2 separate regions of the Anser cygnoides genome follow, and region 2 is linked to region 1. A link is a contact called in public Hi-C data. All regions are on one chromosome and are shown on one strand. Each heading gives the region's core, a stretch centred on a gene start, on an enhancer-like site or on the middle of the called end of the contact. The rest is flanking DNA. Distances are from core to core; before and after follow the strand shown.

What was found. Hi-C and Micro-C count contacts between places; a contact is called where the count stands out from the background.
Region 2: a contact with region 1 is called in a Hi-C map of liver, with 4 times the contacts expected there. The contact joins the promoter of CREBBP here to the enhancer-like site in region 1. A contact is called at or near these places in 2 of 7 Hi-C or Micro-C datasets (both in liver).

What each region holds. Positions count from the first base shown.
Region 1 is chr15:11,811,471-11,815,870 of Taihu_goose_T2T_genome, forward strand. It overlaps CREBBP (CREB binding protein), which reads right to left. Exons shown (of 30, transcript XM_066977615.1): 3 at 1,697-1,873. Among named protein-coding and RNA genes, the nearest start is that of CREBBP, 35 kb to the right of the region's middle. Within about 2 kb of position 2,706, at least 2 of the 3 cell types and tissues checked have open chromatin away from gene starts, as enhancers often do. A contact at or near this core is called in liver, where this site is marked.
Region 2 is chr15:11,847,473-11,851,412 of Taihu_goose_T2T_genome, forward strand. CREBBP (CREB binding protein) reads right to left here and starts at 1,410. Exons shown (of 30, transcript XM_066977615.1): 1 at 1,005-1,410. The coding sequence starts at 1,089.

The DNA of each region.
Region 1 (4,400 bases), core at 1,456-3,955:
TAAAGGTTGAAATTTAACAAGTCTGACATTTCCTTTTAAATTCTTGGCTTTATAATAAAAATGTTTAGATGGAAACTTTGGTTTTTAAAGACGGAAGTTTTACCCCCACGAGGAACAAACTGACCACTGCAAGATCCATAATGTTGTGGCCTGACGGCAGGGCCGACTTTTTAGCTCTACAGTACGCATGTCTATCAGCCCAAACAGTTATTACTGGCTGGAGGGAGAAAAAAGATATACTGGATATATGAAGGTTTTGACACCTGAGACACAAAGGAAGATGGTTTTGATTGTCCTCCCAAAAGACAACTCTCATTTTTGGCATTTTAAAGAAACTGCAATTGATAATACCAGACAAGTAAGTTTCCTGGATTTTGCCTTTTGGACAAGGAGGGAGAGAGGAAACAAGGTTTCTTTTTTTTTTTTTGTCCCGTGGCTCCTGCCTTTTTTTATTTCACCTATCTGCCACTACATCCTGTACTAATAAGCGAGTACATTCAGAGTTATGCTTCCCAAAAACAGACATTTAAATGAGAATAAAATTAAGCTTCAGCATCATCCAATCACTAAGATAAATACAGTACTTTGGGCAGATCTTCAGCTTCTCTGCAGAATTGTGAGATAATTCATTTGCTTTACACCTGAACCAAACTTAAAATATTTTTAAAATAAAATTAGAAGAGTCATGCAGCAATTTGTCTTCTACAAACATTCTGCATGAGCGCAAGTGGTATTCTGAACACGGTTTCCATTCTAGTTGCCAGCTCCTTTCCATAATTGCTAGCAGTAAATTACAGATGATGTTAGACAAAGATTTCACAGTGCAACTAAAGGAAAATTAGGAAGTGCTTCCCTAAAAATCAGGAAAAAAAGAGGAAGTTTATCACATCCCATTCCTTCTCCTAAATAGCCTTTTTAACTATAGGCAGGTAGCAAACTCACTGATAGAAGAACAAGCATAGCTTGTGCCAAAAACTAGCTGGTTTTCAAGTTAAATTAAAAAATAAGCAATTTGCATCTTATGGAAGGTTTTACAAGTTTCTATAGTAACTGCTATCATGTATAAGAATATAAAATGCAACAAGCTGGAGTTCCCATAGAAACGACACAAGCGGTTTGATTAATACACAGACATACTGAGACAAATGGGAATATTTCATTTCGTTTTATAAAGAAAACTAGTAAACAGAATACTACAAACTTGGGCAAGATATCCTAATAAGAATATCCTCATAAGCTTGCGAGCTGCAAGTTATGCACAATATCAACTGAAAAGCATGTGGTGTGCTTACTATATTAGATTCAAAGGATATGAAAGGCACTATTTAGCTTTCATGGAAGTTTATGGTGTATCCAACACAAATTCTAATTGATTTAGGCATTTAAACTTACAAGCAGCACTTGCAGAGAAAACATCTTCATCTGGTTTGGAACTAAATGTCCCAGACAAAATGAAAGGATGTAATGCAATCTTATAACAAAACATATTGCTTGCTTTGGAAGTTAAATTCCTGTATAAAAATGCACACAAACTTCCCACATGCTCCACAGAGCAGTAGTGAAGAACTCTGGGGCATCTCTGACATTTAAATAATCATGCAGAAGTCCAGTAATGCTGCAAAAGCCATTCAACCCAAGAATTCAGAATGCAGGATCAATATACAATCACCCAAGGAAACAGTAAGATACAACTCACCATATTGGGCACACTGGTGACCGGGGTACTCTTGATGTCAGCAGGGAAGGCAGACAAACTATTTGCCATGCCTGGCTTGGTTGGTAACTGAGGATTCACTCCTGTAGCTCCCATCTGCTGCCCTCCAGTTTGACTGAAAGGTTGCCCAAAGGGACTAGTGTTACCTGTCATTCCCATCTGGAAAAGAATGAATGAAATTATAACTTTATGGAGTCTAAAGGGACACTAAAAAAACCAACAAAACAAACAAAAAAACCATGTAAAATATCCATCTTTGCATTCACAGAGCCCAAATTCCTGTTTAAGTTGTTCCATATTAGATTCTCAATTTCACAACCTTAATCAAATCATAAAAAAATGTTAATATTAGGCTTTACGCAGCTCCCGTGTGTATCCGAAGTCTTGCAATTTAACTTTAACATCACTGTGCAAATGCAAAGTAGAAAATAAGATTATCCTTCCTAATCTGCATCAAGAAAAAAATTACTTTTCCAATTCTGTAAAAACTTCTGAAAACCACACAAGCCTCAAATGCATTTTGCGTGTTCTGTGCACAAAGTATGACTTTGTGCATAGACCAGATGGGAAGGAAAGGGAAACAGAGAGCAAACGCTTATCTGCTTGTTTTGGTACTTAAGGAAAAATGTCTGAACAAAATGACATCCATCTAAAGCCAACATCCTTGACAAATTACACCCCCAAACTCCTTAAGAACAGAGAGCAGAAATAACGAATCCCCGCTGAATTAGTAAGAACACCGTCCATCCCAAAGAGCCATTCTGCCTGAAGAACAGCCTCACAAGAGAAGTGGTGAAATCTCTATTAGTTGAGCCAGTTAATATTACAGTGGACAAAAGGCCCCGAAAAGACATATTAACGGGAATTTACTTCTGTCAAAGAGGATGGCTAAGACTATGAAACCCCCATCCCTCAAACGAAGGCAACACAGAAAAGTAGAATGGATAATCATGTTTGTGCTCTTTTCCCCCACACTGGGCGGAATTCTAGATGACTTTATCACCCGTCAGAATATAAATTGAAGCACTGAGCGAGCTTTTGTGTGAAATATTAAATCCTATTTTCCCCTCCCTTTGACCTCTGCAGCGCTCCCTTGCACAACACCCCAGCCGCCTACCGCCCCGCTGGTTTCGCTGCCGTTCCCAGCAGGAATTCGCGGGGGGACCGTTCCCAGGCACGCGGCAGCTTTTTCCCTGCTGAAGGAGCGGGGTAGGAGCTGTCTGCCACGCCGGGGCAGAGTCCAGCACACACCGCCAGGCTCGGCCGTGCACTTTGCCCCGCGTCTCAGAGTGCTGGCCCGGCGGCTCCCGGCTCCCTTCAGCTGCAGAGCCACCGCCACCAGATCCAGGCATGTTTCCACCACACAAAATGTTTTATCCTTACAGAAGGATCTGGTCCTACACCCACTCATTTTAAAAGAGCTGTTACTTTGCAGTGTAAGAGGTTATCATTTATTTGCTGCGCCCCAGAGCAGAGTTGAGTAATACCAATAGCCTACATGACCAAAAAACCCCAATTGCTTAACAGGATCAAAAGCTCAGAAGAGTGGTATCAGGTACTGTTACACCACGCAGATTTCAAGAATTTCTACTTTCTGGACTTCTGCGTTTTTTTTGTAGGAGTTCCTAAAGAAAGCACCCTGCTGGCTTCCCAGGCGAGCCCTCGGATGCCGGCCAGCTGCCAGGCCTGCTTCCCGAGGCCGCCCGAACAGCTCGCCCCGGGACCAGACTCGGGGTTTCGAGCACAGGCCAAGTCCTACATTTTCCATTATTTCATGAGAGGCCTAGAAATGTGTGCAGCGTGTTCTCACAAGGTGTGCTGTAATCCCAAAGTCTGGAAGAGATGCATGGATCAGACGGAAAATGGCAGTATAAATGCAAGTACCTTAAAAAACCTTTAAGAAGAGCATTTTTTCTTTTCTTTTTGAGGAGCTGTTTTTACTGAAATGGTCCTACTGCCAAAAAGATACAACGTCCTGAGAACTGCAATACTGGATCAGCTTCCATCTGAAATGTTCAAGACCCTGGATGGTGCATTTCCATATGGGAAAGACTTTGCAATATCTAGCTCAACTCTTACACTGAAAATACTACAAAGCATGACATACACAAACACCAAAAAAAAGAGGTACAGCCAGGAATAAAATGCTGCACAGAAAGCATTCCTAAAGCAGTGTTTCCAAAAAAATGCCAACATTCTGACTTCAGTACATGCGAAAAACCCATACAGTATTTTCCACTTTCTATATAAACGATTTTCCTTTCAGTACTTGCAAACTAGACGTAAGTCAAAACAGCCTGAAGTACAACCCGAACTTTAGATCCACACAACCTCAAGCAATCCGTGCTGGTAACACACCACAGTACAGTCAAAGACACTTAAACTTACTTATTTATTCATTACAGCATGGACTTAGGCAGGCTTTCTCTGAAGAACAGCGAAGTATTTAATAAACTTACCCACTTCTCCTAGTCCACTATTTCAACGTATGAGAAAGGATCACGCAATATCCAGAGCTATTCCTGCACACCGTGACAGTCTACCAGATACCTTCTGAAGGGTGAAGAAAGTTTCTGAAACTAGACGTGTGACCGAGCAAGTAGCTGACGAGCTCAAACCTCTCTGAGGCCAGGAGCAGGAACAAGAGCGGGCTGGGCTGGCTGCTCCTCGCCTGCATCCCCAAACA
Region 2 (3,940 bases), core at 160-2,659, 35 kb after region 1:
TTCATGAATTAGAAAAAATAAAAAGCCTGAAGTATCTGTAAGCTACTGCCAAATGCACACCAAGCAAACTGAAAAAAAAAACCACAGAATTTATCAGCTCAATTATAGTAATATTTTTTTCCTATCCATAAAAACACAGCAGGCACACCACGATTAACTTATCGCCGACCCTTCGACGAGATTCAGGAATCTCTGAGAACAGAGGTGCAAGTCAAACACACTACACGATCCTATGAAGGCACTGCCTCGGCGATTAAAACGGAACGCTTCAAGACTTGAGTACACGCACACACGCGCTTATGCACACACGTGCGTACTCGCGACGGGCGCACGCTTGCTGGAAACGAGAAATTTTGCTGCGTTTTATCACCTACGAGCCCCCTCGGACAAGGGAAGCAGGGCGAAGACGCTACGCGACGCGGAGACGAGTCGCAGCTACCGCCGGGCTGCCGGGCATTTCATCACAACTTGAGCGCCTGAGCGGGTCTGCAGATTCTTTTTTTTTTTTTTTTTTTTTTAAATTTTAAATAGGGAAAGAGCTCGGAACAGGTCGAACCGAGCGCCTTAAACCCGTCTCACCGCACTCAGAGACGGGAGGGGGGGAATAGAAGGAGATGGGGGGGGAACAGAAGGAGAATAATACTAATACATATATTAAAAAAGCAGGATAGGGATGTGGCGTTGAGGGTGTTTTTTTTTTTTTTTTTTTCGCTCCGCAGCACAGCCCCGGAGACGCAGAGCGGGGTGGCAGCGGGGGGGGGGGGGGGTAGGCAGAAGGGGGGGGGTGAAGGAGAAGCATGGGGACCCCCGGGGAGAGGAGGGGACCCCCAGGGAAGGGTGGGGACCCCTCAGAGAAGGGGGGCGAGCGGGTGGGCCCGGCGACCGTTCGTCGCCGTACGGCGACGAACGGTCGCCGGGCCCGCCCGCCCGCTCGCCCCTGGAAGGTGGGGGAACCCCCAAAACACCCCCCCCACACCCCTCCCCGTCCCTCCCCGGGGTCTCACCTGTGCTGTCGCTCGCGGAGAAGCCCGGCGAGTTGAGCTTGGCTCGCTTGGGGTTGGGCGGCCCGTCGAGTAAGTTCTCCGCCATGGCAGCCGCCGCCGCCGCTCGGGGCCCGTCCCGAGGCGCTCCCGGAGGAGAAGAACGAAGGGGGATGGCGAACAACAGCGCCGCTCAGTGCCCGGCCGCCGGCGGCCCCCTCTCCCCCATACCCGGGGCCGCAGCAAGGCCGCAGGGAGGAGGGCTCGGGGCGGGCTCGGGGGGAAGAACCCAAGCGCCCCCTCCCTGCCGGCCTCGCTCCTCCCGGCCTCTCCCCCGCCCTGCCGCCGCCGAGGAGGTGCCCGGATGGCGGCTCCGGCAGTCACTCGGGGAGCATAGCGGGGCCTCCTCCCCCCCCCCCCCCCCCCCCCCGCCGCCCCTCCTCGGCCCTCCGCGATGCCGGGGGGGGCTCGGCCCCGGTTCCCGGTCCCCCGCCGCCCGCTCCCCGCCGCCCCCACCCGCGGCGAGCCGCGGACCCAAAACGGTGGGGGGGGGGGGGGGGGGGGGGGGGGGAGCTTGGAGGGGAAGGGAAGGGAGGGAAGAAAAGGGGAAGGAAGGGGGGAGGAAGGCGGGGGAGAGGAAAAAAAAAAGAAAAAAAGAGAAAATTGGAAAATTAGGAAAAAAAACGCCCCAAAACAATGAGCGCGCCGCGGTCGCCGCCGCCGCTCCCGGTCCCGCTGGCGGAGCCCGGCGGGCCCCGTCCGGCGCTGCCCCGCGGCCCCGAGCCCCGCTGCCCGTCGGCGGCGCCCGGCGCGGCTGCCCCGTGTCCCGGCGGGCGGCCCCGCTGCCCCGGCCCGGCCCGGCCCGGCCCCGCTCCGCTCGCGCCGCGCTCCGGCTCCGCGACAAGATGGCGGCTGTTGATTCCTCAATTAAAAAAAAAAGTTTTTTTTTCTCTTCTCTTTTCCAGAGACCATGGGGGCGGGGACGGGGCGGCGCCTGCGCGCTGCGTCACCGCGCACCGGGCACGCCCCCCCGCCGCCCCCGCCGCCGCCGCCGCCGCCGGAAAGGCGCGAGCGGCGCCGGAAAGAGCGGAGTTCGTCCTCAGTTGCTCCGCGGCGTCCTGGGGTGGGGGGGCGGGTGGTGGAGTGTGGCGGCCGCTATCGGCTTGCCCTTCGACGCCCCCGTGGTGCACGCTCGCCGCGCCCCCCCTCGGTCCCCCTCAGCCGCCTCTTCCGTGTGCCGTACCAGTCGTTCACCTCAGCCTCCCCCGCTGGCCTCGGCCGGGCACCTCGCAGCACCCCCTATTGCCCCCTCACAGTGTGCCGCCTCACAGCGTGTCCTGTCGGTGTGCCCCCTCCATGTATCCCCTCAAAGCACGTCCCTCAGTGTGGCACCTCACACCATGTCCCCTCACAGTGTGCCCCTTCACAGCTTGCCCCCTCACAGTCCCCTCGGTGTGCCCCCTCCATGTATCCCCTCACAGCATGTCCCCTCACAGTGTGCCCCCTCACAGTCCCCTCAGTGTGCCCCCTCCATGTATCCCCTCACAGCATGTCCCCTCACAGTGTCTCCCCTCACAGCATGTCCCCTCACAGTGTCCCCCCTCACAGTTCCCTCACAGTGTCTCCCCTCACGGCCCCCTCACTGTGCCCCCTCACAGCGTGTTCCCTCACAGTGTCTCCCCCTCAGTCCCCTCAGCATCCCCCCGCATTCCCCCCTCTCACTGTCCCCTCCCAGCCTCACCACAGATTCCCCTTCTCAACGTCCCACTGCGTCACCTCTCAGCCCCGCCAGCACCCTCAGGACCTGCCAGCCCGTGCCCTCCTGCAGGGCTTTGGGGCAACGTTAAGGCCATGGGGCCTTGTCCCCCCTGTTGCCTGTCTGCCTGTTGTCCCCCCAGAATGGCCGGCTTCCCTCAGCACACCCCTGCGCCTGTCCTTATCCTCTGCCCCCTGTAGCCCTGTGCCCCTCATGCCACAGGGCTTGGGGACGCCCCACACATGCCCTGCCAAAAAACCGCCCCAGTTGTTGCCCCCAGCACCCGAGCCTGGGCACCAGCAGCCGGCGAGAGGCCGCTGCGGACCCACTGAGGGTCCAGCTTCCAGCAGGCCCAGCGTCCCCGGTCCCTCAGGGCCACCTGTCCCCACCCCGCTGGCTGGCACAGCCGCACACCGGGGCAGCGCTCAGGCACCGGGGGGAGCCCAGCGGGCGGCGGCGCCAGGAAGCGGCTGGGGCTCCTGCCTTTAAAAATGCCTGCACTCTGTCTAGACAGACTTCCCTGGCTGAAACAGGTTCATAGGACTGGAGCTCATATGCTTCAGTGGATTTCCATACTGGTTCCCAACTTGAGAAGCAGGTCGTATAAGCCCCGGTGACGTGGCACGCCAAGGTAGTAGCAGATCACCTTGTACCCAAACTAGTTGCTTGGGGCTCTTTTCATCCCCAATATGTCGACATAGCCCCAAAGACCAGAAACTTCTGGAGGCCAGACTGAGAAGGGCACTGGGACAATGTCGATGAAATCCATAAGCTGAGATGGATCAATCAGCAACTTTGCATTGGTTTAAAGGAGATCTATAATGACACCTTTTGCAAAGGGCAAGTCTCTCTTTTGTTTACTGCTAAACTCGTATTCATTACATTTACTTTGACATTTACATGCATTTCATTACATTTACTTGCAAATTCAATATTTATTTACATGGTGCCTGTCCGTGCTGAGGTCTGACTGTAATCACACACAGGAGGTCTCCTATAGGCCTCTGCTTCTACCACTGCATTACTCATTAGTTACACAGGTAGCGTTCCCTGGTTATGTCTGCCATACAGACATTTCCTTCGAAAGCAGTGTTTCTGTATGCTTTAGGATAGGTCAGGGTGGGACAGGGCTTAGTGTTCCACAGCGGCTCCAGATGTGAATGCTCTGATTCTGAACTGGGTCTTGCACCAGAGACGCCAGTCC